5 separate regions of the Mus musculus genome follow, and all the other regions are linked to region 3. A link is a contact called in public Hi-C and HiChIP or PLAC-seq data. All regions are on one chromosome and are shown on one strand. The core of a region is the stretch at or near the end of the contact, and the rest is flanking DNA. Distances in the headings are between cores, read along the strand shown. Region 1 holds the start of Kdelr3 (KDEL (Lys-Asp-Glu-Leu) endoplasmic reticulum protein retention receptor 3). Region 2 overlaps Grap2 (GRB2-related adaptor protein 2). Region 3 holds the start of Syngr1 (synaptogyrin 1). Region 4 holds the start of Csnk1e (casein kinase 1, epsilon). Region 5 overlaps Tnrc6b (trinucleotide repeat containing 6b).

What was found. Hi-C and Micro-C count contacts between places; a contact is called where the count stands out from the background. HiChIP or PLAC-seq counts read pairs in DNA pulled down with a chosen protein or histone mark.
Region 1: a contact with region 3 is called in an H3K4me3 HiChIP or PLAC-seq map of pro-B cells, with 3 times the contacts expected there. The contact joins the promoter of Kdelr3 here to the promoter of Syngr1 in region 3. A contact is called at or near these places in 2 of 39 promoter capture datasets (liver and pre-B cells) and 2 of 115 datasets of contacts at active chromatin or transcription factors (large pre-B cells and pro-B cells).
Region 2: a Hi-C map of the N1E-115 cell line shows a contact between it and region 3, with 5 times the contacts expected there. The contact joins the enhancer-like site here to the promoter of Syngr1 in region 3. A contact is called at or near these places in 3 of 39 promoter capture datasets (the 3T3-L1 cell line and hippocampal neurons), 3 of 484 Hi-C or Micro-C datasets (B cells, the N1E-115 cell line and myocytes) and 5 of 115 datasets of contacts at active chromatin or transcription factors (the NIH/3T3 cell line, bone marrow-derived macrophages, embryonic hindbrain and 1 more).
Region 4: an H3K4me3 HiChIP or PLAC-seq map of bone marrow-derived macrophages shows a contact between it and region 3, with 2.9 times the contacts expected there. The contact joins the promoter of Csnk1e here to the promoter of Syngr1 in region 3. A contact is called at or near these places in 2 of 115 datasets of contacts at active chromatin or transcription factors (bone marrow-derived macrophages and large pre-B cells).
Region 5: a contact with region 3 is called in an H3K27ac HiChIP or PLAC-seq map of trophoblast stem cells, with 5 times the contacts expected there. The contact joins the enhancer-like site here to the promoter of Syngr1 in region 3. A contact is called at or near these places in 6 of 39 promoter capture datasets (the 3T3-L1 cell line, 3T3-L1-derived adipocytes, the HPC-7 cell line and 3 more), 1 of 484 Hi-C or Micro-C datasets (muscle stem cells), 5 of 115 datasets of contacts at active chromatin or transcription factors (the SCID.adh cell line, astrocytes, bone marrow-derived macrophages and 2 more) and 2 of 9 other capture datasets (adipose tissue and liver).

What each region holds. Positions count from the first base shown.
Region 1 is chr15:79,515,086-79,519,939 of GRCm38.p6, forward strand. It overlaps Kdelr3 (KDEL (Lys-Asp-Glu-Leu) endoplasmic reticulum protein retention receptor 3), which reads left to right and starts at 1,323. Exons shown (of 5, transcript NM_134090.2): 1 at 1,323-1,555. The coding sequence starts at 1,465.
Region 2 is chr15:80,635,923-80,640,731 of GRCm38.p6, forward strand. It overlaps Grap2 (GRB2-related adaptor protein 2), which reads left to right. Exons shown (of 8, transcript NM_001289442.1): 4 at 2,523-2,642. Among named protein-coding and RNA genes, the nearest start is that of Mir6957, 7.7 kb to the right of the region's middle. Within about 2 kb of position 3,324, at least 80 of the 459 cell types and tissues checked have an H3K27ac peak or open chromatin away from gene starts, as enhancers often do. A contact at or near this core is called in the N1E-115 cell line, bone marrow-derived macrophages and pancreatic cancer cells, where this site is marked.
Region 3 is chr15:80,087,662-80,092,871 of GRCm38.p6, forward strand. It overlaps Syngr1 (synaptogyrin 1), which reads left to right and starts at 3,673. Exons shown (of 4, transcript NM_207708.1): 1 at 3,673-3,831. The coding sequence starts at 3,733. Gm31134 (predicted gene, 31134) reads right to left here and starts at 4,173. Exons shown (of 2, transcript NR_168675.1): 1 at 3,890-4,173; 2 at 3,072-3,350. Gm24204 (a small nuclear RNA gene) reads right to left here and starts at 892; the gene lies at 786-892.
Region 4 is chr15:79,438,670-79,443,927 of GRCm38.p6, forward strand. Csnk1e (casein kinase 1, epsilon) reads right to left here and starts at 3,388. Exons shown (of 11, transcript NM_013767.6): 1 at 3,259-3,388; 2 at 103-190. The coding sequence starts at 178.
Region 5 is chr15:80,811,431-80,816,688 of GRCm38.p6, forward strand. The region is part of intron 4 of Tnrc6b (trinucleotide repeat containing 6b); the gene reads left to right. Among named protein-coding and RNA genes, the nearest start is that of Tnrc6b, 100 kb to the left of the region's middle. Within about 2 kb of position 3,606, at least 85 of the 459 cell types and tissues checked have an H3K27ac peak or open chromatin away from gene starts, as enhancers often do. A contact at or near this core is called in the HPC-7 cell line, the SCID.adh cell line and trophoblast stem cells, where this site is marked.

The DNA.
Region 1 (4,854 bases), core at 73-2,572, 570 kb before region 3:
CAGCCTTCGAGAGATTTAGACCAACTGAGGCACCTGGGAAGGATATTCTCCAACCTGCTGAGCTGCCTGCAGGCAGTGGGAAGAGCTCCAGGTTCCCAGCTTGGTGAGCTGTCACCCATGCTGGGTGGGCTTTGGTGATGCAGCTGTCTCTGAGTCATTCCTGCTCCTGTAAGCAACCCTTCACCCATATTCCTCTAAGTAACTCCAGCAAAACTCATTAATTCATGAAGCTGGATATTGGTACTATCTGTACTTTAGGCTGTCGTGGGCTCCCTATCTGGGGTGAGCAGACAAGTGTGTTTCATCTCCCCAGGAAAGGTGTGTGTGTGTGTGTGTGTGTGTGTGTGTGTGTGTGTGTAGATTCACAGCAAGCTGCCCAGGGTCCCCCATGCTGCACCCCCCAGGCAGTGCTACTGGTCACATGCAAAGCCTCCCAGAACTGCTTTGTGCGGGGAGTAATGGTAAAGCAATGGAGGCCAGGAAAGAGTTGGCGAACACCGTAAGCAACAGATCTTCATCCTGCCGAAGCCTCTCCTGCACACAGAGGGAGCCAGACGAAGCCATTTCTTTAGGAAGAAACCAGCTACAGGAGGGAGGGGGGCTGGGATCAAGGAGAAGGCAGAAAGGCCCTTGGTTTATCGGTTCCATAGCTATAGATTAATAGACCTGTGCCCAGAGAGGATGCTTCACATAGCAATGGAGGCCTCCAGCCCACCTAAGATTCTTCCTACTCTATCCTGCCTGCCTCTATGCCGTGCTTGGAGTTTTTCCTGGTCAGTGAAGTTCTTTCCAGTGTCTTCCCACATGAAGAAGAGGGGGGCAGAAATGAAGGCGGTGGGCATCCCCAACACACTCAGCCTCTTTTACACCATTAGCATCTCCCTTGTAGTCAATACTGAAGCCCAGAAAGGGGACTCAGAGTCAGCCTCTCTCCCCACCGGAAACCATCAACAAGGTTATCTCAGAGCTAGCTCAGGTTATCTCAGAGTTTAACAGGTGATGGCTCCTTTCAGCACCACTTCCCGGGAGTTCCAACCTGGGAGGTCTTCCGCGGCTGAAAGCCTGCTTCCACCACCCAGGGCCCAACAGAGCTATGAAAGTCAGGACTTGAAGTGAGTGCCAGGCCCTGACTGTGGTTTCTGGGGATGAGAGGAACACTTGGTGCCTACGCAGGACCAGAGAGGGAGGGGCTCGGCTTGGGCCAGCAGCGGCTGTGTAAGCTGCCCCGCCTGTCGGCGTGGGGACGTGAGAAGCGCTGCTTCCTGGCTCCTGTCCCGCGCCTGGCCGCCCCGCCACGTCACCGCGCGGCCAAGGGTGCGCGCGGCGGGAGCGCGCCAGCAAGGAGGCGCGGCACCGGCCTGGGGCACCGCGAGGAGCAGGGACGGGGACGTGGCAGCGCCCCGCGCAACAGAAAGTTCCCTGGGAAGTTCTGCGCGACACGGCGCGGGAGCGGCGGGCGGGACCATGAACGTGTTCCGAATCCTCGGGGACCTGAGCCACCTCCTGGCTATGATCTTGCTCCTGGTGAAGATCTGGAGGTCCAAGAGCTGCGCCGGTGAGCGGCGCCCGGGGCGGGGCGGGACCGGACCATGGTGAGGACTTAGGCTCAGAGGGAAGCCGGGCGCGCGCGCTTCCAAAAACTTCAGCGAAGTTTTTCGACATCAGAGGATCCGGGAGATTATGAGGGAGCGTGGCTTCTGTCTCCATGAAGAGCCCTACCTCACGCTTCTCGCCCTATCCTTAACTGGGCAGCTGGCAGTATCACGGCTGCTGGGCGAGGAGTGGAGGGGGACCTTCCCCTGGGAGGAGACCATATTTGAAGTCGCCTTAGTCGTCGAGTCTTCATTCTCTCCTGCCTTTTATTTCCCCAGAGAGAGCCTTTTCCTGCCAGCTGGTGATATCAGCCTGGCCCAGGGATGTGGAGCTGGCTCTGAGTGGAAGGCGTTGGAGGGGCTCGCGATTTGTCTACAGGTCTAGCGGCCTTGCTGGGATGGGAAATATCTGGAGGCTGGGTTGATGATTTCAGTCCCCGGGTTAATAAGAAGCTGCCCATTGTCTTTCAGCCATCTCCGTTCCTAGCGTTCCCTGCCTGTCCCAGGCATGCAATTGAGTGTGAGCTCAGACTCTACCAGAGCTGGGGAGGCAGAGAGCAGCTGAGGGCTACGTGGACAGAGAGGATGGGCAGGGTATGTGCTCAAGGTACAGGGTACGGTGTTGAGAACACCCGTGCAAATACGTAGAAGCCACAGGGCATAGGGCATGTCCTGGGAAGGACACAGGAGGAAGAGGAATCCAGAAGGTAGGATGGACTAATGGTGAAAGGCTTTTTCCGGTCACATTCGGGATCCAGGATGAAGGAAACCATCGAAGAAGTAGGAGCAGAGGCAGAGGCTCAGCAGGTCTCTTGAGACTCCGGAAATGGAGGTTGAGAGCATTTTGAGATGTCACCTGGGAGGCTGATCAGGAGAGGGACTTGGTTGAGTATGGATCAGACACATTTTGGATCCAGTGGCTCTGGACTGAATTAGACGTTACCGGGGGTTTGTAGTAGTCAGTTGCCTGAGAGATCGTCTCTCACGGCCCTTCTGCTTGCTGGGCCTGTGACTTTGCTTTAGAGGTCCGGGGTAGGATTGGGGGAGTGCTTGTTACCTCCTCCCTCATCCTGTGAGGGACACTGTGCCCTGATACCCCAATGCCCTGCCTTAGGGAGCTGACCTACTGAGAGACCAGCAGAAAGCGACAGGAGGAGCAAATCAGTATGCGTTGCTGTAGGCGAAAGAAAAATGGCAGCTGGTGCCAGCCCCAAATGCCAGAGACACACTGGCCACTGTCCCACTGTCCTGCTGAGTTGTGTAGCCTGGGGCTTCTGTTTCCCTATCAGTCAGAGGGACTCACTCACGGTGTCTCTCTTCTCCTGGGCTTCTGGTAGGGATAGTGTTTATGTGTTTATGTGTGGAGCCACTATGGGTAGAACCCTGAGCCTACAAGGTTAAGAGGACTGGAGGATATAGTGGCCAGGTATCCCCCATGAAGCTGCTGCCTAGACTGTCCTAATAGGGCAGGTGCCTCTTTGGCAAGGGCTTGGTGAAGGGGCAACACAGCCAGCCCCACCTGGTCTAGGTCGCCTCCCCATCTGTGTCACCCCCTATAGGAGTTCCTTTATGGCCTCGTCTGTCTCCCTGCTAGGCTCTACTCAGGTCCTAGGTCTTGGTCACATGGCTCCAATCACATGTGCGGGGGATGGGGGGGAGGGGAAACAGGACTACTAGTGAGGAATGTGAGGCCCACACTCGCCTGCAGCCGGTATCTGGGCCCAGTGTTCTTCAGAGTGGGAGAGACCTTAGGAGTCTCCTCCATCATTAAAAATGTCACTCTGACTGGGTAGTGGTAGCACGCTCCATTAATCCCAGCACTTGGGAGGCAAAGGGAGGTGGATCTTCTTGAGTTCAAGGCCAGCCTGGTCTACAGAGAGAGTTTCAGGATAGCCAGGGCTACATAGAGAAACCCTGTCTCGAAAACATACAAACAAGACAAAAACAAAAAAACCATCCCAAGACTGCCCGTCACAACCAGAAGAGTGAGACAGGGAGTGTGGGCACAGGAAGGCAGAGTCACTACAGGGGTCACAGGATGCAGACCCTGTGTTCACTTGGAATAGAATCTAGACAAATTGCTAGGCTGGAGGGGGTGTGGCAAGAGCCAGGAGGGAGGATGGCCCAGGCAGCAGCTGGGACAAGGCTTTGGGTCTTTTAAGGACATTTGGAAGTCACATAAAAGCTTTAAGCAGAATTTTGTTTTCAAATAGCCCTTGGGTTTCTGGATGGAGAATGGAAAGTGGGGGTGGGGGTGGGGCCGCTGGCCAGCAATTGTTGGGCTATCTGAGAGTAGCCGAGTAGAGAAGAGAGAGGCTAAAGAATACTGGGGCGTGGTGACTGGAGGGGTGTGAGAGAGGGAGAGAGGCTCAAGGGTGGCCATGAGTTTGCAGAGGGATGAAGGGCTGTTTACCAAGAAGGGGTGGAGAAGGCTATTCGGAGATAGGTTTGTCTTGGATGACTTTTGGGGCCTTGTGGGATTGTCCTGAAAAATGGAGCGGACAGATGAATGAACATACAGGCCAAAACTAAGAGGAGCCTTGGATCTGGAGGCTCTCTGGAGTGTGTGTATGTTTGTGTGTGTGCATGTGTGTGTGTGCACACGTGTTAGAAGCCATCAGCCACAGGGATGGCTGAGATGGCAGAGATACAGAACAGCAGGCAGCTGGGTGATTTGTGGACAAAGACAGGTAGAGCCATAGAAGGGGAGGCACAACCGCCTGATGTCACAGAGTCCAGGAGAGGGATGCTAAGGATGGGAACGTTCTGTGAGCAGCTCTCGAGAGCAGTAGTGAGGTCAGTTGACCTTGGCTTCAGAGACACCAGCACTGGGACTGGAAACGTTGGGCGTGGCAAGGTGTGGCCGAGGCTAGTGTGGGCGTGGCAAGGTGTGGCCGAAGCTATTGTGGGCGTGGCAAGGAAGGAAGATAAAGGAAGTTCCTGGCCCTTGGAGCCATCTCCTTGACCTGCAGGAGAGCCATAAGAGTACAGGGCCCAGGCAGGGGGTGAAGCAGGAACACTGGGGAGCCGGAGTCAAGGGTATGGAACCTGTGACGCTAAGCAAGTGTTCTTGCCCAGGGCCACGCCCCAGTCTCTCCTGCTCCTTTTTTTTTTTTTTTTTTTTTTTTTTTTTGAGACTGGGCTCCTTTGCCTGGGCTGGTTTGCCTCTGCATCCTGAGTGATGGGATTAAGCACTGCACCAATGCACAAAGGCCCAGCCCTATCCTTGCCTTCTTGTGAGAACCTTTATGGCCACCAGGTA
Region 2 (4,809 bases), core at 2,074-4,573, 550 kb after region 3:
ATAGGCTATCATTCACCTCTCGTGACAGGGTCTCTGTCTGGTCTATTACTTGCCAGCCAGTGAACCTTGGGGCTCTGCCTGTGTTAGTCTCCCCAGTCCTGGTTACAGGCACCCGTCCCTATGGCAGGCTTTTGTGTGGGTGCTGGGGATTGTGACAGTTCAGGTTGTCATGCTTTCAAAGCCATCTCCTGTGGCCATTTTAAATGACTTTCCATCCCCAGCATCCTGTCCACCCTGTTTCCATTTTCTCCCCCGGCTCATAATCCCCTGGCACGCCATTTTTGATTATTCTGTTGTTATTGTGCATCTCCCGGGCCACCTAGAATGTCAGTTTGCTGAGAGTGAAGTCACTTGTCCGCTCTGCTCACCACTATTTTCCTAGCACCAAGAAAATGGTCCCAGGTGTTCAAAGATGATCAATAAAAGCCATCAGACCTGGCCAAGGTTGGGGAAAAAGGTTATCCCAGCACGTACAGTTATAGGAAGTGGAGTCAGAAGTTCAAAGCCAGCCTCTAACATATAACAAGCTTAAAGTCAGCCAGGGCTACATGAGACCCTGTCCCCTCAAAACAAAAGTAATAGGTTGGGTGTGGTGGTGCACACCATTGATTCCAGGTGCTTGGGAAGCAGAGGCAGCCAGATCTCTGTGAGTTCGAAGCCAGCCTGGTCTATATAGGGAGGGAGTTCCAGGATATCCAGGGTTGTATAGAGATATCCTATTTCAAAGTAATTAATTAACTAATACAAACAAAAGTATAAATAAATCACATCAAATAAAGTGAAAAATAAGCTTTAGAATAATAAGGAAGATTGAAACCCTGGCCTCCTGTGTCTGACACAAAATGTACGGAAAATTTTGGAAGTCTTAAAAAAAAAAACAAAGATTCCATACTCTAATCTAGTTAGAGAACGTAGCTTTTCTAGATGCCTCTGCCTTTCTAAAGGTCTCTGCCTGTTGCCTCTGCTGCAAACTTCCCTTTGAGCTATAGCTGTGGTAGCACACGCCACCCGCCTACTCCTGTCACTACTGTGCCTTCTCCGTGTGGCAATCAGCTGCTCAGCCCTGCAGAGGTGTGGGACACCAGAAACCCCAGGCTCCAGCCTACTGCTGTGGCCCAGGTCTGGAGGAAGTGTCCCTCCTGTTATCTGAGTCTGGAGTCAAGGGTCTCAGATCCTGTGAAGCACAGAGGCCTGCCGTGCATTTGTCCTAAAGGGACTCGAGCGTTAATTAGCCTTCCGACAGCAGCAATTAGAGCAGCCATCTAGAAGCAATGTGACAGGGTCCAACCTCTACCGGCTGTGATGGAAACTCTCATTCTAGAGCAGAGAGGAGTTTGTGCTCTCCTGGCAGAAGCTGCAGCCACCGGTCACCTAACCCAGTGTGCTTGACTTTTTTGGAACATTCCAGCCACTGCCGCCCTGACCGTATGGTGTCTCTTCTACATCTCTGTTTCCTCTGTAAAGGTTCATCAAACCTAGATCCACTTTTTTTTTTTTTTTAGGTAAATGACCTCGAAGTGCAGGGAATAGCTCACAAAAGAGTTAAGGAAGTTGGCTGCAGATGTTGCTGTTAGAGCTGCTGAGCTCCAAGTGTTTGCAACATCATTTCCTGGGCTCTTGGCAGTCTCTGCTGGACATAACTGTCAAGCCCCTGAGGCTTCTGTGTTAGTCCAAAGAGCCTGAGCCCCTGGATGCTCCTGGGGAAAAGTGCCCAGCCACTGGCATCTCAGGAAGGGAATGGGTGCCCAGGCCTTGTCTCCCAGCCTAGCCTGATGCCCTGCCTCCATGCCTCCGTGCCTGCAGCAGCTCTTCTTACCCCATGCATTCTCTTCTCCTGGTGGCAGGCGACTTCATCCCACCGGGAGCCAATCCCACACAGCCCCACATGGTACAGCAGCAAACTTCCATGATTCAAGTTTCCCAAGCTAGAGAGAAACTTCTGGAGGGACAAGAACAAAGAGAGCAATTACAGAGCAGTGGACATTGCTTCCCTGGAAGCAGTTAGCCACCATTGCTAGGTTTTAGAATGCATGCCAGGGCTGGTAGGATGGCTCAGCAGGTAAGAGCATTGACTGCTCTTCCGAAGGTCCTGAGTTCAAATCCCAGGAACCACATGGTGGCTCACAACCATCCATAATGAGATCTGACACCCTCTTCTGGTGCATCTGAAGACAGTGATAGTGTACTTATTTATTATAATAAATAAATCTTTGGGCTGGAGCAAGAAGGGACTAAGTGAACGGGGCCAAGACTGGAGTAAGTGGGGTTGTCCGGAGCAAGCAGAGGTCCTAAATTCAATTCCCAACAACCAGATGAAGGCTCACAACCATCTATACTGCTATGGTGTGTACTCTTATACATTAAATAAATAAATAAATAAATAAATCTTTAGAATGCATGCCCCAAACCCTGACTCACCGTCCCTGGCCTCCTCCCTCAAGTCACCTCTTTTCCATGTCCCTTCTCCCTCCGCACCACCATCACGTGTCTCAAAGAACTCTTTTTACCCTGTCTTGCAATAGGTGGTTCCATGAAGGCCTCTCTCGACATCAAGCAGAAAACTTACTCATGGGCAAGGACATTGGATTCTTCATCATCAGGGCCAGCCAGAGTTCCCCAGGAGACTTCTCCATCTCTGTCAGGTACTGACAACTAAACCCGCCTTGATCCTTCTCAGCCTGCTGAAGCCAGATCAGCCACTGGTCAGAAACATGGTGGCATCTCTTTAACTACTGGACTATTTCTTCCCCAGAACATGTCTCCTCAGCTCCTCCACATCCTGATTTCTGTTCAAAATGACCTGTGTAGTGGTCATACATATCTTTAATTCCAGCATTCAAGAGGCAGAGCCAAGGCTGATCTCTGTAAGTTCAAGGCTGGCCTGGTTTACATAGTGAATTCCAGGATAGCCAAGGCTACATATTAAGAACAAGTTGAAGAGAAAAAAAGAAACAAGTGTGTATTTATCTGTTTCCCTGTCCTGCCCAAATATTTTCAGAAAGCAAGTTGATATGTTTTGTATGTGTGCTCTGGACAGCGCCAGACACAAGAAGCATCTATGGAAGTAGGAGAGGAAGAAGGAAAGGACCTCCCACTTGGCTATCTCTTAACCTTGTCTGTTTCTGTCAGTAGATGGCTGAAGAAAGGCCAGAGGAGAGCAGAAATCCCACGCTGCTGCTGGACCCAGAGCGAGGCTGCTTTCCCCCAGCAGGGTCACGGCAAAGCCAAAGCCAAATCGAAAAGAGCAGAACAGAGATGAGGGAGGCCCCCGGTGAGGGGGATCAGAGAGAACTTTGACACCGTAACCCTTGCACCGCTGCACCTTACAGGAAGTGACTCAGTCCAGGCAAGGATGTGACACAGACCTAAGCTGAGAAACCCCAGCTCTGCGGGCAGTGTGTGTGGTCAGCATGTCAAAGACTGCAAGTCAGAGACTTGACCACGTAATGCAAGAAATGCAGCTCTTAGCAGAGGAGGCCAGAGCCTACACAGAACTCACACCCCTGCCCGGTGAATTGACAGGCAATGCTACCCCGCCTTAGTTGATAGGTTTCTAAAGGTGTGAGGCTTTATTGCTTCTATTGAGAATCTAATCTCTGGTGATAAACTGGCTGCTTTGTTTAGAGAGAGAGAGGAACTTTTAAAGCATAGGCAGGAAGGACTAATGGGCCAGTTGTCTCTAGGCTTGTTCACCTCAGAGTGTACTTAATGTCACAACCTTGTCACATTGTCTCCTTAATGTCATCAACTTTGACATCTTGCTAAAACAAAAAGAATATATATATATATATATATATATATATATATATTGTATGTGTGTAAGTGAATGTGTGTGTGTGTGTGTGTGTGTGTGTGTGTGTGTGTGTGTGTGTGTGACATATGTGGTAGCTGGGGCACATATTTGCACATGTGGAGGTCAGAAGATATATTTAAGGAATTGAGGCTCTCCTTCTACCACATGGGTCCCCGAGACTGAACTTGGGGAATCAAGCTTGGTGGACGACACCTTTACCCACTGTCTCAGTCACTGATCTGTTGTTGTGAAAAGATACCACAACCAGGCAACTCTCATTAACAAAAGCATGTCATTGGGGGGTGGCTTCCAGTTTCAGAGTGAGTCCATTATCATGACAGGAAGCCTGGCAGCGAGCAGGCAGACATGGTGCTGGAGAAGTAGTTGAGAGCTACATCCTGCTCTGTGGGCCAAGAGAGAGAAAGAGGTGGAGAAGAAGGAAGGAGAGGCACCCCAAGTGGCACACTTCCTCCAACAAGACCACACCTCTTAATCCTTTCAAGTAGTGCCATTCACTGGTGACTAAGCATTTAAATACATGAGCCTATGGGGACCATTCTTATTCAAACCATCACACCCACAGAGACTTGTCACTAGGTCTATGCTCCTAATTCTCCTTAACTAAAATTTCATATGTCGGGCAGTCCTAAATATTAGCTCAAGCCAATATTAATATCCCAAAGTCTAAACTCCTTGGATCTTCATTAGAGAAAATTTGGTCTATAAATAAGCCAACCAACCCTATTTTTTTTTGGTAAAATTTTGTGTGTATGGATTTTGCATGTATGTCTGCATACCGTGTATATGAAGTGCATGTGGAAGGCAGAAGGGGGCGATTGATTTCCTGAAACTGGATGCTGGGAATCCAACCCCAGGTCTCTGGAAGAGCATCCTGTACTCTTAACCACCAAACCAACTCTCCAGCCCCAATCAAACTTGTTTTTAAGGGCCTTGGTCTCAAGCTGCACCAAGCAATTTGTTGGGCTGAAGTGCATCTTTTGGTGCCTTTGAGTTTA
Region 3 (5,210 bases), core at 2,423-4,922:
GGGTGACCAGAGCTGCTGAAAGGATGTCCTCCCAGAAGTCTTTGCGGTTTAAGGTTACCACAGCCTCTGCGCAGGCTCGTGGCTCTTGTTCACTCATTGGCATTAGCATTTCAGCAGTTCCCAGAGCTTTAGGGACGGTGTGCCAGGAAGAAGGACCAGGACCCGACAGATATCACATATCTCTTTCACAGGGGCAGTTAGATAGGATGAATACATCCATCTGTAGCTGACTGACAAGGGCCCATCATATTGAGTGCTTGTGGGAGTCCAGTGGGTGGGTGTTAAGGCACCCAGATGGCTCCTTATATTCTGCTATATTCTTCACGAACTGGTCTATGCCTTAAATCCAACATTGGTAAGAACTCTGGGAGTTTCAGGCCAGTTTGGTCTACAAGTCCCAGGACAGCCAGTGTTGGACAGTGAGATCCTTTTTTTTGTTTGTTTGTTTGTTTGTTTTTGGAGACAGGGTTTCTCTGTGTAGCACTGGCTGTCCTGGAACTCACTCTGTAGACCAGGCTGGCCTTGAACTCAGAAATCTGCCTGCCTCTGCCTCCCAAGTGCTGGGATTAAAGGCATGTACCACCACCACCCAAGCGAGATCCAATTTTCAAAGTAGAAACAAAACAAAATGAAGACACTCACATTTGCTACCTGTGCAACTTTTTTTTTTTTTTTTTTTTTTTTTGGTTTTTCGAGACAGGGTTTCTCTGTGTAGTCCTGGCTGTCCTGGAACTCACTTTGTAGACCAGGCTGGCCTGGAACTCTTTTCTTTTCTTTTTTTTTTTTTTTTTATGGTATGCTTCACAAATTTGCGTGTCATCCTTGCGTAGGGGCCATGCTAATCTTCTCTGTATCGTTCCAATTTTAGTATATGTGCTGCCAAAGCCAGCACTTGTGCAACTTTTAAAAATAAAAAATAAATATGAGGGCTAGCAAATAATAAACACGAGGCACTTTCCATGTCTGATGTCCTGAGTTCAGTCTTTGGGATTCATTTAGTGGAAGAACAGAAGCAACTATTCCCAAGTTGCCTTTAGATTTCCACGCACATGATAAATAGAATGATAGCAAATTAAAAATAGGGGCTTGAGAGATGGGTCTGTAGTTAAGAGTACTGGCAGCTCCTCCAGCACCCACAAGGTGGCTCACAGTGGTCTGTAACTTGAGTCCCAGTGAATCCAGTGCCCTCATTTGGCCACTGTGGGTACTGCACATTTAGGCCACACACATGATGCAGGCAAAAAAAAAAAAAAAAAAAAAAGAAAGAAAAAAAAGAAAAGAAAAAAGAAAAAAAACATATGCATAAAAATAACTAAAATGTTCAAAAGCTTTTAATTAAAAATAATTGGAAAAAAAAAGTCGGGCGTGGTGGCGCCCGACTTTAATCCCAGGCAGAGGCAGGCAGATTTCTGAGTTTGTGGCCAGCCTGGTCTACAAAGTGAGTTCCAGGACAGCCAGGGCTACACAGAGAAACACTGTCTGGAAAAACCAAAAAAAAAAAAAAAAAAAAGGAATAGTTGTTCGCCTAGTCCCTTACTGTTGGCATAGTTTACTCCTGTGCCTGTCTTTGCCCTGGCAGTTCAGATTTGGAGCTGACACTCCAGTGATCTCTCAGCAATACTCTCTTCCTTGATGCTGGCTGGGTTCTTACCTTGTCTTTTCTGCATCTATTTGCATTTCCGTAAGCCTGCTTCTGATACCTCTTCAACTATGTGGTAGCCTTTCCTTTATTTATTTTGTTTGTTTGTTTTTGAGACAGGGTTTCTCTGGGTAGCCCTGGCTGTCCTGGAACTCTGTGTGTAGCCCTGGCTCTGCTGGGATTAAAGGTGTGTGCCACCGCTGTCAGCCATGCCTTTTAAACTGCACGGTCATTGTGTAAACCACATATACGTAGATAGGTTGATTAGTTCATTGATTTCCCGTGTGCCGGGTGACAAGCGTGTTAATATGAGTAATTGGGATTGGAATAAAATCACCTTGGCTAGATTACCAAGGTGTAGGCGGCATACTTGTTGTTGAAACTGCTCCACCCTGTGAATTTATTGTTATGAGATAAATCGTGGAAAGATATGAACGTGTTCATCTATGTGTGCCATAGAACTCAGGACAAGGTACATATGGGCAAGAGGAGGATATTTGTACAACATTCAAGGACTTGTAGTAAGTACCGGTGCTGGCTGCTCAGCCCAGGAACCTCCTGACCACACAGTTTTGTGCTTCAGGGAAAATGCTTTGTTAGATGTGATGGCTAATGCCTGTGATCTCAGGACATGGGACTGTCCCGAGTTTGAACTGAACACGGGCTATACAGTGAATTTAGCAGTTAAGAGCACTTGTCCTTGCAGTGGACCAGAGTTTGATTCCCACACAGTGACCCACAAAGGTCTGTAGAGCTCCAGGTCTAGGGAATCCCACACCCTCTTCTCACCTCCTCAGGCAATGCATTTATACGATGCTCATATGAACATGCAGGCAGACACTAATACAAGACAAAGAGAAAATAAAAATGAAAAAAAGTCTTCCAATGTACAAAGTTATAAAGATCTTCCCTTGTTTTCCTCTAGACGTTTTATAGGATCATAGTATAACAGCTGCCTCAGACCTGAAACTCCATCACAGGGATAAAGCAGCAGGAGGAATAGAAATTCAAAACCCATCCCCCTCCTCCCGGTGAATTCCAGAGGCCGGCCTCTACAAGCCACTCTGTCTCAAAAACAAAACAAAAACAACAAATAAAAACAACGACAAAAGCCCCCGAGAGAGCCGGGCGTGGTGGTGCACGCCTTTAATCCCAGCACTCAGGAGGCAGAGGCAGGCGGATTTCTGAGTTCGAGGCCAGCCTGGTCTACAGAGTTCCAGGAGAGCCAGGGCTATACAGAGAAACCCTGTCTCGAAAAAAACAAAAAACAAACAAACAAACAAAAAAAGCCCCCAAGAGCCCCAAAGGGCCAACTATGTTGGGGTTGGGAGGGGGTAGAGTATATTTATTGACCACCTACTGTTTGTGAGGCCTTTGGATATAAACAAAACCTGACCAGCAGGAGCACACAGACAGAGGAGACAACGGAAGAAATAAGTACATAATTAATTATTGGATTAAGGAAAGGGATCGGGAGCTGTGGTGGAAGGGGAAGGGAGTCTCAGGTCTGTTTTTTTCCCAGCTTTTGCCTCCCTTACAGCGCCTTCCAGGTCAGGGGGCGCGTGCATGACATCATCGGTGGAGCTCGGCGGCTAGGTGGTTCTGGGGGCCCGAGAAGGCTGTGCAGATCTCTTAGAGAGGGTCATTACTGCAGCCAGCGACCTACGGACGCGTTCAATGAGCCACTGTACGATCAAACGGAGCCCCTTCCCTTTATTTGAAGCAGAGAGCGAAAGGAAAGAGGCAAATGAATAAATAAATAAATACATAACAAAAAGAGTTTCCTGAAGAACTACATCTCAGAGGGCTTCCGAAAGCGGGGATGCGGCTGCACTCTCTGTCCACACCCTGATCACGCGCTATTTTGCAAAGAGGTCACCCCGCTGGCTGGGAGCGCGCCCCACACCGGGACCCCAAGAAGCACCCGCTTTCTGAGCGCGAGCTTCGGGGAGCTGCACCTGCCGTGCACGGACGCCCCCTGGCGGGAGCCCCGGCAAGCACTAGCCGAGCGCAGGGGAGGGGGCGGGGGCGCCGCGCACGCGCACGGGTCGGCGGCGCGCGCCGAGCGGGGGGCGCCGCGCGGTGCAGCCACGATGGAAGGGGGTGCGTACGGAGCGGGCAAAGCCGGGGGCGCCTTCGACCCCTACACCCTGGTGAGGCAGCCACACACCATCCTGCGCGTCGTGTCTTGGGTAAGGACACAGCAAGGCGGGCTGGGGCGCGGGGCGCCGGACACCGACGCGACCTCACCTGGCCCGGGCGGCCCTGCTGACACAAGCGGATCACGGCCCCTGTCACCGAGGTCCTCAGTCCCATCGCCGAGACCTCCAGGCTGTCGCTGCTTTACACTTAGCGGCTAGGTTCTCGTGCGTCGGTGGGGACGGAGCCCAAGTTTAAGGCCGCTTATTGGGGGGCGCGGATCAGGGCGTGGATCTTTTTCTAGGGCGCACTGCTGCACCTGCCGCGCGCTTTCGGGGCGAGGACCTGGAACTAGATTTTGTTGCTCACTCTGTACGCTGCGGAGCTCTGAGTCTGGAGCCTGGATTTTTGGGTTCCGTCAAGACCCGCATCTGTTTTGCCGCGTGACCTTGGGCAGGGAACCACCCCAAAAAAGATACGAGGGATTCAGTTCGGATCTGGGTGGGGAGCGTCACCTCTTATGTCATGCCTCAGTTTCTCGATTTATAGGGGTGGGAGGAGCCAGGCCCCTTTGGGCTCTGACATTTTATGAATCCGCAACTCTCCGATCCCTAACAAACACCTGAGTGGATTCTAAATGTGGTCTGGAGAAAGGTTCCTTCCATGCAATAGAGAGCAGAGAAGTCTGTTTGTTCGCAATCTTTAGCCCACCTAGTCCGTGCAGGTCCCCCAGTGCTGAGTGGGGCTCAGCTCAAACCTGGGGGGTGGGGCAGAAACATCTTGAAGGAGTGGCTCAGGAGGCCTTGCACCCCAGGGTGAGGAGGCCTGTAGGCTCTGGGGTTGGCTGGCTTCATGGAGGGTCTTGCCCCTGTAGATCTGGGGGTCCATTCCTGTTGTGCTAAGACCAGAAGAGCCTGCATTGGTGACACGGGTCACGGACCCCTGGGGGCTAATAACCGAAGTCAGCTGTGACCCGGGCTTGCAGAGGTGCCCTCCTTTCCTCGTTTTCAGGGCCATTTCAGGATCTGATGCGTGGAATGGCTTGAGATTAATTCTGGTCTTACGGGGATCTTTTACGTTTCCTTCTTGTGGGGAGCCTTGTTTCTGTTACTCTTCATGGCCGTGCAGCCCAGCTATATCCGCGAGGGTTTGTGACACCGGATTTATTCATTCTTGGCCCTCCCCAGCTCTCAGATGCCCCTGCAGGCCCTAGGTAAAACGGGAACCCTGGAGGCACCTGCCTGCTCAGGTGCGCTGCTTCCTCTGACCTCTCTGGAGCCCCTGGCTGGGATGTTGGAAACACAAGCTTTGTGAGGGGGCGTGGGCGTTCCTTCTGCTTGGGTCATTTCTACCGGTGATGGCTTCATTTAGCAAAGCTTTATTGAGTCTGCCAGGCCCGGAGGGGAGGGAAGGGAGGGAGGGCAGCATGACT
Region 4 (5,258 bases), core at 2,138-4,637, 650 kb before region 3:
CAGGCAACCAGAGCAAACTCCTGCTCCCAGATCCCAGGTTCTCCCCTCCTCCTCATCCCAGAGCCGCCCCAAAGGGCCACAGCTGGAGGCCTAGCTACTTACCCAGGTAGATGTCTCCAAAGGAGCCACTGCCGATCTTTCGGCCCAGGCGATACTTATTTCCCACACGCAACTCCATGCTTCAACCTTGCTGCGGGAGAAGCAGAAACAGGTCAGAGACAGGACCTCCAGCAGCAGAGGGCCCAGACCCTTCCTCCACCAGGGCTGGCAGGCTCCTCCTCCCTCCCACTGTCTGAGAAGCAATCTGGCTTCACTTAGCTCAAGGGCAGTCAGGTGTCAGGTAGTCCTCATGCCCACACACCTGGGCACGGCCGAGGCAGGTTTAGAACAAGTTTCACTTAGTTCAGAAAAGATGGGCTCTGAGCCAAGGCCCAGGAAGGGACCGCCAAGCAGACCCGATGGGCTACGATGGGCTAAGGCCCTAAATCAAGGACAAAGGGTAAACAACAGGGAAGGGCCATGTCTAGTGTCTTGTGCTCAGCAGTGAATCTCCACCCATCCTTAGAGGTGAAAAGGCCAAAAGTCTCTCCAAAATGCTTTACACTCTGCATACAATCTGGAGACACTTAAAATACCCCAGGGACGTCCTGGACCCCAGGAATCTGATAGAAATGGGAGGAACGGGGTCCACAGAAATAGACCATCCTGAAAGCTATAATAGCCCGTCAGCAAGTTGCAACCTCCAGGATAAAGGGAAGAACGTCAAAGAGCTCCTTGGTACCACGAGACTCCTGAAACCACAGGCTGCCCACCTCTATCCTTGCCTCTGGAGGGCTAAGCTGGCCAGTTCCAGCAGGCCTCATATGAGAGGACCTGATCCCCACTGAGAGAGGCAAGGCAAGGTACCTCCCAGGGCCTCCCAGGCTCTACCCAGGCCACAGAGAACCACTTCTCAGGTCTTTCTGCACACACATCTTATGCGGACTCTCAGGGAGACTTCCTTGAAGACTGGAAGTAAGGGCTTCCTGAGACAGGTCCCATCCCTGTGGGTCTAAGCTGCATAGCCTGCTCCTTCCTCAGATGAGGTGGAGGCCCCAAGCCCATGGATAACAAGGATTGGACCATGGCAGGGATCCCTCTGTACTGGCCTGGTAGAGGTTGGGTACCTGTGTTCCAGGTCAGCAAAACAGAAGACTCAATGAATGGGGGCAGGTTTGGGCTGCTGGGGAATGGGGAGGCAGGGAATAGTAAACTATGAGACAGGGAGACTGGTTCCTTGGTGCCTCTGCATGGTTACACATGAGCTGGTGTGAGGGAACAAGAGGGCACTCCTTTGGCAGATAGATGGGAACCGGAGCCCAGAGTGGCCTTGCTACCATCCCCACAGAAGCTAGCCAATGGTAGAAATCTCACCTAGGACCAAACAGGGGTCCAGCTGGCCCACCTGGTGGCCTCCTACCCAGAACTTATTTCACTCCAGGCTTGAGAAGTAAAACCCTTCGGTGAGACAGTGACTGCTGGCTTGCTTGGGGGTAAGGGGTGCTGACCCTTTCCCTGTGCCAAGCCTGCCCCCAGATACCAGGCCTGGAAGGAAACCAGGAGAGATTCACTGGGGCTCCTCCATCAGCCCCAGAAGCGAGAGAGCCAAGCCAGGAGAGACACCCTAGCCTAGTACTAAGTCCCCGAGAGCCACCACTGTCCTTCTACCAGCCACAAGGAAGTGGCTGCCGCTGGGTGCCAGCCAAACTCTGGGCTCTCCCATCATGGGTCTTTGCCCACATGGCTGAGTTGCCCTGATTGCCAAGAACAGGACTGCATATCTGCAGAAAACCCACCAGCCTGGCACCACAGGTCCACACATGGTCCAGCTTGCTAAGGGCACCCGCCAAGGGGAACATGGGAGTAGAGGCTCACACTTAGGATCCCTACAGGAAAGGGGGGGCTGGCTGTGTACTCACAAACACCCCCCCCCCCCAAAGCCGGGTTTCCACTAACGCCGACTCAGAGACCATACATGGCATCTGGGAAAGCCACAGGTTAGGAAAGGAACATAAATATACTGCATCCTATATTACATAAATACCCACGCCAGGTTATATAAATACCAGTGCCCTCTGTCTGGGAGTCTTACATAAATACACTGCACATGACCCCCCAAGCCCCTCTCCACTCACGGCTCTCTGCACAATCACCAACCCTGAAGGACCCTACCAACGCCAGGGTCTCCCCACCCTGGAGACCAGAGCCCTGGAGTCTAGCGTGTCCCAGCCCTCCTCCACTTAAAAGCCCCCCTCCACCGCCACCCCAAGAAATTGACTTTGGGGTGGGGGCTCCTTCAGGAAATCAGAGTAGCTTTCCAATTCTTCACTCTGTCCCTTACGGGAGGGGTGGGGGAGGGGAATAAACAAAGTTAAAAAAAGGGGGGGGTGGCCATGAGGAGTCAAGACTTCTCAGCTGGTTAGAAAAATTACAACTACAAGCAGCTGGGCACATGGGCAGTCCCGTGTCACCCTGCCATACACACACACCTCCTGACACACACACCACCCACCTTCCACAGGGCCAAGACCCTGGTCAATGAATCAGTAGAATAAAAACTGAAGGAATGCCCTAAACCTAGGAAAGGCGTCCCAAACGCAAGTATTCATTGGAACTGCACCCCCTTCTCTCTCTCTCTAGACCCCCTTTCCAAAGGGAGGCTATGCTAAGAAATATGTGGGGAAACTCTGGACAAAGTAGGGGGAGGGGGTGGCCTAAGTCGCAGCCCTGCCTCTGAGGCGCCCAGGCACCCAGCTTTCACAGGCTTGAAGCACAAGGCTGTCTCGCACACCGCAATGAGAAGCCAAGCGATAAATAACCCCCTCCCTTCTTCTCGCCACAAAGGAAAACAAAGCCGGTGGCCCGGGTGACCACGCACCCCATCACTTAGGACCCCCGCGCGCCCCCACCCTACGCGAGAACGGCCTCGGTGACCCGGAGCCCAGGACACAGAGGAGGGGCCGAGGCCGGCCCGGAACCCGAGCGCCCCCGGGACCCCAGCCAGGCCCCTGCCGCAGGTCCCCCGCCCCAACCCGGGGCCGCCTCGGTGCACCCGGCGGCCTGCGAAGCGCCCGTCCCCTCCGCGTCCCCGGCCGCGCCTTTGTCCTCACGGGCGGCGCCCCCAGCCCTGCGCGGATGCGCGTGTCCGCCCCGCGCTCGCGCAAAAAGAAAACACAAAGAGGCGGAGGGAACCCCGCTTCCCCGGCCCCCGATGCTCACCGCGCCGGGGCGGCCGCCGGGGCGGATGCCAGAGGATTCGCCGGGCCGCGGGCGCGCCAGCCTCTCCCCGGCCCGCTGCGCTGCGCTCGGCCCGGCCGGGCTCAGGCTCCGCGCTCCGCCGCCTCCCGCCGCCCGCCCCCGCCGCCGGCTCGCGCGCTCCCTACCCGCGCGCGCGTCCCCGCGGTTCCCATTGAGCCCCGGGCCCGCCCGCTGATGTCATCCCCCGCCCGCCGCCGCCGCCCCGGAGGATTTAAAGGGCCCGCAGCCCCCGGAGAGCGTGTTCTGACGCTGCCACCCTGGGTGAGGGGCACACAAAACTAAGATTTCCTATACTCAGGCCTTGCCCTATCTCCAGCCAAAGCTGCGGGGACCCCCGAGAGAATCAGCTGAGACTCCTGGCACTGCAAAAGAGATTTAGGGCTCAGTAGCCTGAAGGCTGTAGAGAACACTGGCCAGGGGCTTTGGGAATAAAGCATAGGGACTGAGGGGCGTGGACAAGGACCAAGGATGTGTGGTCAGAGAAAACTCCAGGCAGACACTTTTCTTTGCTCTGTCCTCTGCCGTTCAGATCCACTGTGACAGTCCCTCAGATTCCAACGTAGTTTCACCCATTGAGCCCCCTGCCCCTCACCAAGAACTCACACGTGAGTCAGGGACCCAGAGGTGCTCATTCAACAAAGTCATCCCCCAGACAATGCCTGAATGTCCTTAACTGCAAACGAGGAAGAAGGACCATAGCCTTCCCAGGTCATGGGAGAGTTAATGAAGGCTTCCCACCAGCTTCCAGCTCCACCATGGAAGGTCCCAGCACAAGGCTATTAAAATGATATTTACAGTGGGTCATGCAAAGCTCCAACTTATGACACACCTACATTCTCTCTCTACACACACACACAACTGTTACTGTGGACATAGTACCTCTGATCACCCCGGAAGCACATCTCAGAAAGAGTCACTTCATAATAACCGCATCTTCTCCCCGAGGCTGAGGAGATTGCTGGGAGACCTATAGACCAGGTCCTATCACAGGGCAGGAGGGCAGGATACTGTGGCCCAGAGAGGGCAAAAGGTCTGCCCAGGCCCACACAGCCCAGCAAGATGGCCATGTTCATCTGGTGGACCTGGGGATGCCGATCAGAAGACCAGGAGAATGAGGAGGAGCTGCCTCCAGAGGCCTCTGTGATGGTAAACCGGGCAACTGGCTCTCTCTGCCCAGGTGGTGGACTGAGCATGGCCCGCTTGGTGCTTTTTGGCTTTGCGTTTGTCAATTGATTCACAATTGGCAGGTTTTGTATGACAGGCCCGCATTCTCTCCTGAAGCCTTGGCCACGCAGGGCACAAATCCTCACCAGAGGCAGCTGGTCTGGACAGCAGTCAGCCTCAGTGGTCAGAGCCCAGGCCGTGGGGCCTTGGCAAGACTGAGCAGAACACAGCAAGCATCAATGTCCTCCTAGCAATGTTACCACCCAAACCTTCCAACATGGGCCCAGCTTTCCAAACGTAGGCCTGTTCTGCTGCAGCGCCAGGAGAGGCATTCAGCTCATTTAACCCTCTCCAGTGAGGACAGCAGACAGAGTTGATGTTCACTCTGTGGTTTCCAGAAAGGGAATTGGAGGTACCTCAGCCCTCACGCGGGGGTATGGATCAAGGGTGAACCTGTCTGGAGATGGAACTCAGCCAGCGCTGCCTAAAGCCACTCTCCTCCCCTTCTTGGTCATCGCAGGTCCTTTGGAACAAATCTTCCGTCTGGAGTCCACTGTCCCAGCTTCCCTTCCTCATCCTGTCACCTGCCCTCCATTTCAGGACTTGCAGCCTCTCCCAGGCCCACACCCTCCAGCTATAGACTCTCTGCTGGGTATCCAGGGGTAGCTGGTCTTAAAAGTCCCCAGTTCTAACACACACACACACACACACACACACACACACACACACACACACCAGGCCTTCAGAAGAGTACAGGGTGGCTGGACCTTCCTAGACTCCCTCTCCCAGATCTACCC
Region 5 (5,258 bases), core at 2,356-4,855, 720 kb after region 3:
TTGGCCTTAGTTGGATAAAGTGTGACTAGCATTTTTTTGGGGGGGGGGGTTCGAGACAGGGTTTCTCTGTGTAGCCCTGGCTGTCCTGGAACTCACTCTGTAGACCAGGCTGGCCTTGAACTCAGAAATCTGCCTGCCTCTGCCTCCCGAGTGCTGGGATTAAAGGTGTGCGCTACCACCGCCCGGCATGACTAGCATTTTTTAAAAGTTTTATCTTTAACTTAGGTATATGTGTGACTTTTCCTGAGTACATGTGCAGTCATGCTTGGAGGCCAGAAGACATCAGATCCCCTGAAACTGAAGTTACAAGTGGTTGCTGAGCTGCCCTGTGGGTGTTAGGAACCAAATTCAGGTCCTCTGCAAGAGTGTAGTGCTCTCAATCACTGAGCCTTCTCCCTCACCTAGCATCCCATTCCTAGTATTCTTCTCTAAAACTTACACTGTAGTGAAGCAAGCTGGATTTGGTATTTCCTGAGTCACCTCAATATTTTAATATGCTAGTCCCCAGCTTTAGGTGTCTTGTGTTGTCCTGGAACTTACTCTACAAACCAGGCTGGCCTCAAACTTAGAGACCCACCTGCCTCTGCCTCTGGAGTGCTGTGTGTGTGTGTGTGTGTGTGTGTGTGTGTGTGTGTGTGTGTGTGTGTGTGTGTGTGTGTGTTTGTGTGTGTGTTTGTCCCCTGGTGTTTTCCTGGAACTTACTCTACAAACCAGGCTGGCCTCAAACTTAGAGATCCACCTGCCTCTGCCTCTGGAGTGCTCTGTGTGTGTGTGTGTGTGTGTGTGTGTGTGTGTGTGTTTGTCCCCTGGCCTTTGAACTGGATTTTAAAGAAGACAATTTTGGAGCCTTGAGTGACGGTTCATGCCAGCAGTCCTAGCACTCCAGATATTGTTGCAAGAATAAGGCCTTGTCTCAAAACAAAGGGAAGGGAAAGGAAAAGAGGGAGAGGGAAAAGGGCATGCTAAACTCCCACATAAGTCACTGGTATTAAATTTGTTAAGTCAAATTCACCACGATTATCATCTCAAAGTAAACAATATTAACAAAAAATGTACAGATAATCTCAGACTAAGAGGCATACCATTAAATTGAATATAAATTTATGATATAGCAATATAAAGAAACCTACATTGCTTACTTTTTTTCTACCTTCCCTCTATTGGTCAGCATAGATGCTCAAATTTAGTATTTGGGAACTGCATCTTAATTACAGGTGAACTCAAGATGTATCACAGTTAACTATGTGCTTGGTCGTTTTATTAGCCTCACTCACAGGAATAAACCTTTTTTCAAGTTCTAGGACTCCTTTCATTCTTTCTTAGTGACTAAAATAGTGATTTCATTGAGTCACACTTAAAAAAAGTTTTTTTGAAGGAAATTACAAGCCATAGATGTAACTGTAGAACAGTGACTGCTAAGAGTACACAGTCCTCAGTGCCACAAGAACAATGCTATAGGTTTTTTTAAATTACTTTGCTCTGTCTTAAATAAACAGATAATAGGGAGCAGATAACTATTAATGTTTGTGTAAGACAGAAAGGGGGACAGTGAACCCCATTACCTATGGAGCAAGTAGAACCTAGAGAAAAATGAGGAAACTGTGGTAGAGTTGATCTGACCCGGCAAGCGGTGATTATGTAAGAATGGCAAGTGGCGGGCTGCAGCGATGACTCAGTGGGTAAGAGCACCAGCTGCTCTTCCAAAGGTCCTGAGTTCAATTCCCAGCAACCACATGGTAGCTCACATGGGATCTGATGCCCTCTTCTGGTGTGTCTAAAGACTGCTACTATGTGTTCATAGACATTACATACATACATACATCTTTAAAAAGGAGTGGCAAGTAGATTGTTAAGTCATATTACAGACATTTCTTTCTTTTTGTTTGTTTCATTTATTTTGTTTGCATGTGTGCACACAGGCAAACATATATGTCTGCCATGGCATGCATGTGGGGTCAGGGGACAACTTACAGGAGTCAATTCTAGGGATCCAACTCAGTTGGTGAGGCTTTACAGCATGTGCCTTTCCTGCTGGACTGTTTCACCAACTCAAGTTTTTATTTTTGGGACATGGTCCGTATCCCAGGCAGGGCTCCCGATTTCTTTCAGTCTCAGCTTCCTGAGTGCTAGGATTAAACACTATATCTTATGTATGGTTTAGCTGGCCTGCTTGTCAGCCTTTATGAGTTATGGATAATGGCATGGCAAAATTTCTAACATACTACGTTTTAATTTTAATTTTCACCTTCTACTGTTGTATTTTAAATGACAAAGTTTTTAATTCTGGCAACTGGACATCAATTGTCGCTGTATCCCTCTGAAAGATAAAATGTTTCTTGTATTCACTCTACTCCAGTAACTGAGGCCCTAGCTAGCAGCTCACTGGCCTACTCTGCTATGCTGACCCTATCAGCACTTGGGGGGAGGGGGTCCTTCTCAGCTACCCTAAACTTACAATCCTTCTGCCTGGCCCTTTCCAGGACTTAGGCATAAATGAGCTTCTGAAGTCAGGGCTGTTGTATGTGCAGTTGGCCCAGAGTTGGGCCAGTCACAGTGCTGGGTACCTCAGCTTTTTTCTAAGGTACTGACTGGGGCAGTGATACCTTCCTCAGGAAGTTGCTCTAGGGGTTGTCTGAGTTTGTTTTGAAGTGTTTAGCATATTGTTGGCTCTCAGTTTTTGTTTATTAGTGTTTCAGGATAGTGTTGTTGGATAGCATTGGCTATCTGGAAGAGTTGTTTAGGTTTTCTCCCTGTTCCCATTTATTTTTGAGATAGTATCTTACTTAACACTACAGATCAGGCTCCCTAGCTGGAATTTGTGAGTGACTCTCCTACCTCAGTCTCCTGAGTGCTCAGATTACAAGCATATACCACCTCAGCCAGCTAGAGCTGTGTCTTGATGTGTTTTATAATTAAAGAACAAACAACAATAACAACAACAAAAAACCCTGGATTTTGCCAGATGGTGGCACACACCTTTAATTCTAGCACTTGGGAGGCAGAGGCAGGTGGATTTCTGAGTTCAAGGACAGCCTGTTCTACAGAGCGAGGTACAGGACAGCCAGGACTACACATATGTGTAGAGCATATGTGGCCCTACTTAGCCCTGTCTCAAAAACACACACATAAAAACTGGGTTTTAAAGAAAGCAGGGGTGTGTGTGTGTGTGTGTGTGTGTGTGTGTGTGTGTGTGTTTAGCTTGCTTGAACTGACATCCATCTGAGGAAGTGGAGAGATTATGGATGGACAAGTCACAGAGCAAGAGGAGTGACTGGGCAGCAACTAGAAACATGAAAAGACTGTTTTCTAGAGGCTCTTGTGACGTGAAGTCTGCCTGGGAGAGTGAGGACAGGGGTGTGGTGTACATACTCCAGGCCCGGGAAGAGTCAAGCCGGGATCTGGGGAAAGAGGTGTACATTAAATTAAGCTTTGGGACATGGTCTACATTTGCTAGATGGTTAGTGTAACCTAAGGAGACAAAGGAAGGGGCTGGAGCTAGAGCAAGCTTGGGAGCTTTCAGTTTATGCGAGACAGATGAGAACAGGAAAAGGGCTGGTGCAAGAGAAGCCCACACAGGAAGTTGGGAAGCGCTAGGCCAAGGTAAGCCCTCTATTGCCGAGTGCCTGTCTATCACATCACCTTCTCATCTCTTCCTGCCATTACTTTGAGTAGGCTCAGAACCAGAACTTGTTCTGTTAACTAGTACCTACACAGCTTCCGATACCCAGTTAGTTCTCAGTGTTGTTGAGTGGGTAAGCGAGTTTATTGAGTATTGTATGTATGCAAGGAGCTTTGCTAGTATCTAGGGATAAAGCTGTGAGCAAAAATGGAGTTTTAAAAACCCCTGCCCTTGTTAGACTTTTATTCTCCTGAATGAGAATGCTGTCATTAAAAAGTGGACAGGGCTGAAGGCATCATCCATAAACTGAGCCTGTATCCCAAAAGGCACTTGTTAAAGTTACTAACTTGGAGCTGGAGAGATGACCCAGCGATTAAGAAGGCTTATTACTCTTCCAGAAGGCCGGAGTTCAGTTCTTAGCACTCCATATTGTATAGTTCACAACCACCTGTAACTCCAGCAAATCCAATACATTACTTCTTCTGGTCAGTCTCTCCCCTCTCCCTCCCCCTCCCCCTCCCCCTCCCTCTCTTTCAATTTGGAACCTGGGAAAGATTACTGGGGGGAGGGGGAGTGTTCCCCCATTCACTTGTAGCTTATCTTTTTGCTACTTTGTGGGTCGTTTCTTTTAACCTTTTCCACCCCCTTTCTTCAACCATTTCAACCCCTAACACTAGACTAGAGAGGAAAGGAAAGAGATCCTATAATAGCCTCAGGGGTCAGAAAGAGGGTGATGTTATCACTAAACTATTTCCTGTTAGTTAAGGGCACCGAGTTCCTTGGGGCAAGTTTGATCTTTGCAGTCAGGATATCTAATTTTTTCTTCTTCTGTTCTTTCTTCTTTACTCACAACTACTTAACAAACTGCAACAAACCAACAACCCAACAACCTCTCAGGGTCCTAGCATTTATATACCCTCTAAAAAGTCCCCAGTATTCCAAATGTCACATAATCACAGAAACTATCTGCAGCTGGCAAAATTACACTCCTGCTAGAGCATGAGGCAAATCATAGTCAGCTGCTATGGGCAATTTGAAGCAGCCCCATATCCCATACCTAGAATTAAACGAAAAACATATTTCTATAATATTTCTGTGTCTTTTAAAGAAACCAAAATTCTCACTACATTCACTGGCTCTGTTAAATAGGAGGTGGAGTGTTAAATAGAAAAAGGGAGGCAGAGGAAGACGATATTTAAGAGTAGCCCCTCTCCCTGCCAGAGCCCTGTTGAGAAGCGGGCAGGCTCTACTGGTAATTGCTGTGGACATGTAGGGTTCTCTGCTGGTGTGTCAAGGTGAAAGACAGTTGGGGTTATCTGAGTCCCAGTGAAGATCTGCTTGAGAAGATCTGCATAGGATAAGTGGGGTTGGGATGTGGGCATGTTCATGGGTGCTTAGGCCAAGTTTGGAATAAACTAAAAACCAGTATAGGAAACAGCCTGAAAGAAAAAGAAAACTAGGTTGCCCGAGGTAGAACTTCATATATTAGAAGGATAAGCTGAAGTGATTCTATCTTGTAATTGTTTTGTGAACCAGGCAGGCTGTTTCTAACAGATCTTTATATACTATAGATCCTTTGTTCTTACCAAAGATCTGGTGAGCTGTGCTAAGTGGTTAGATAGGAAGTGATCCTAACAGC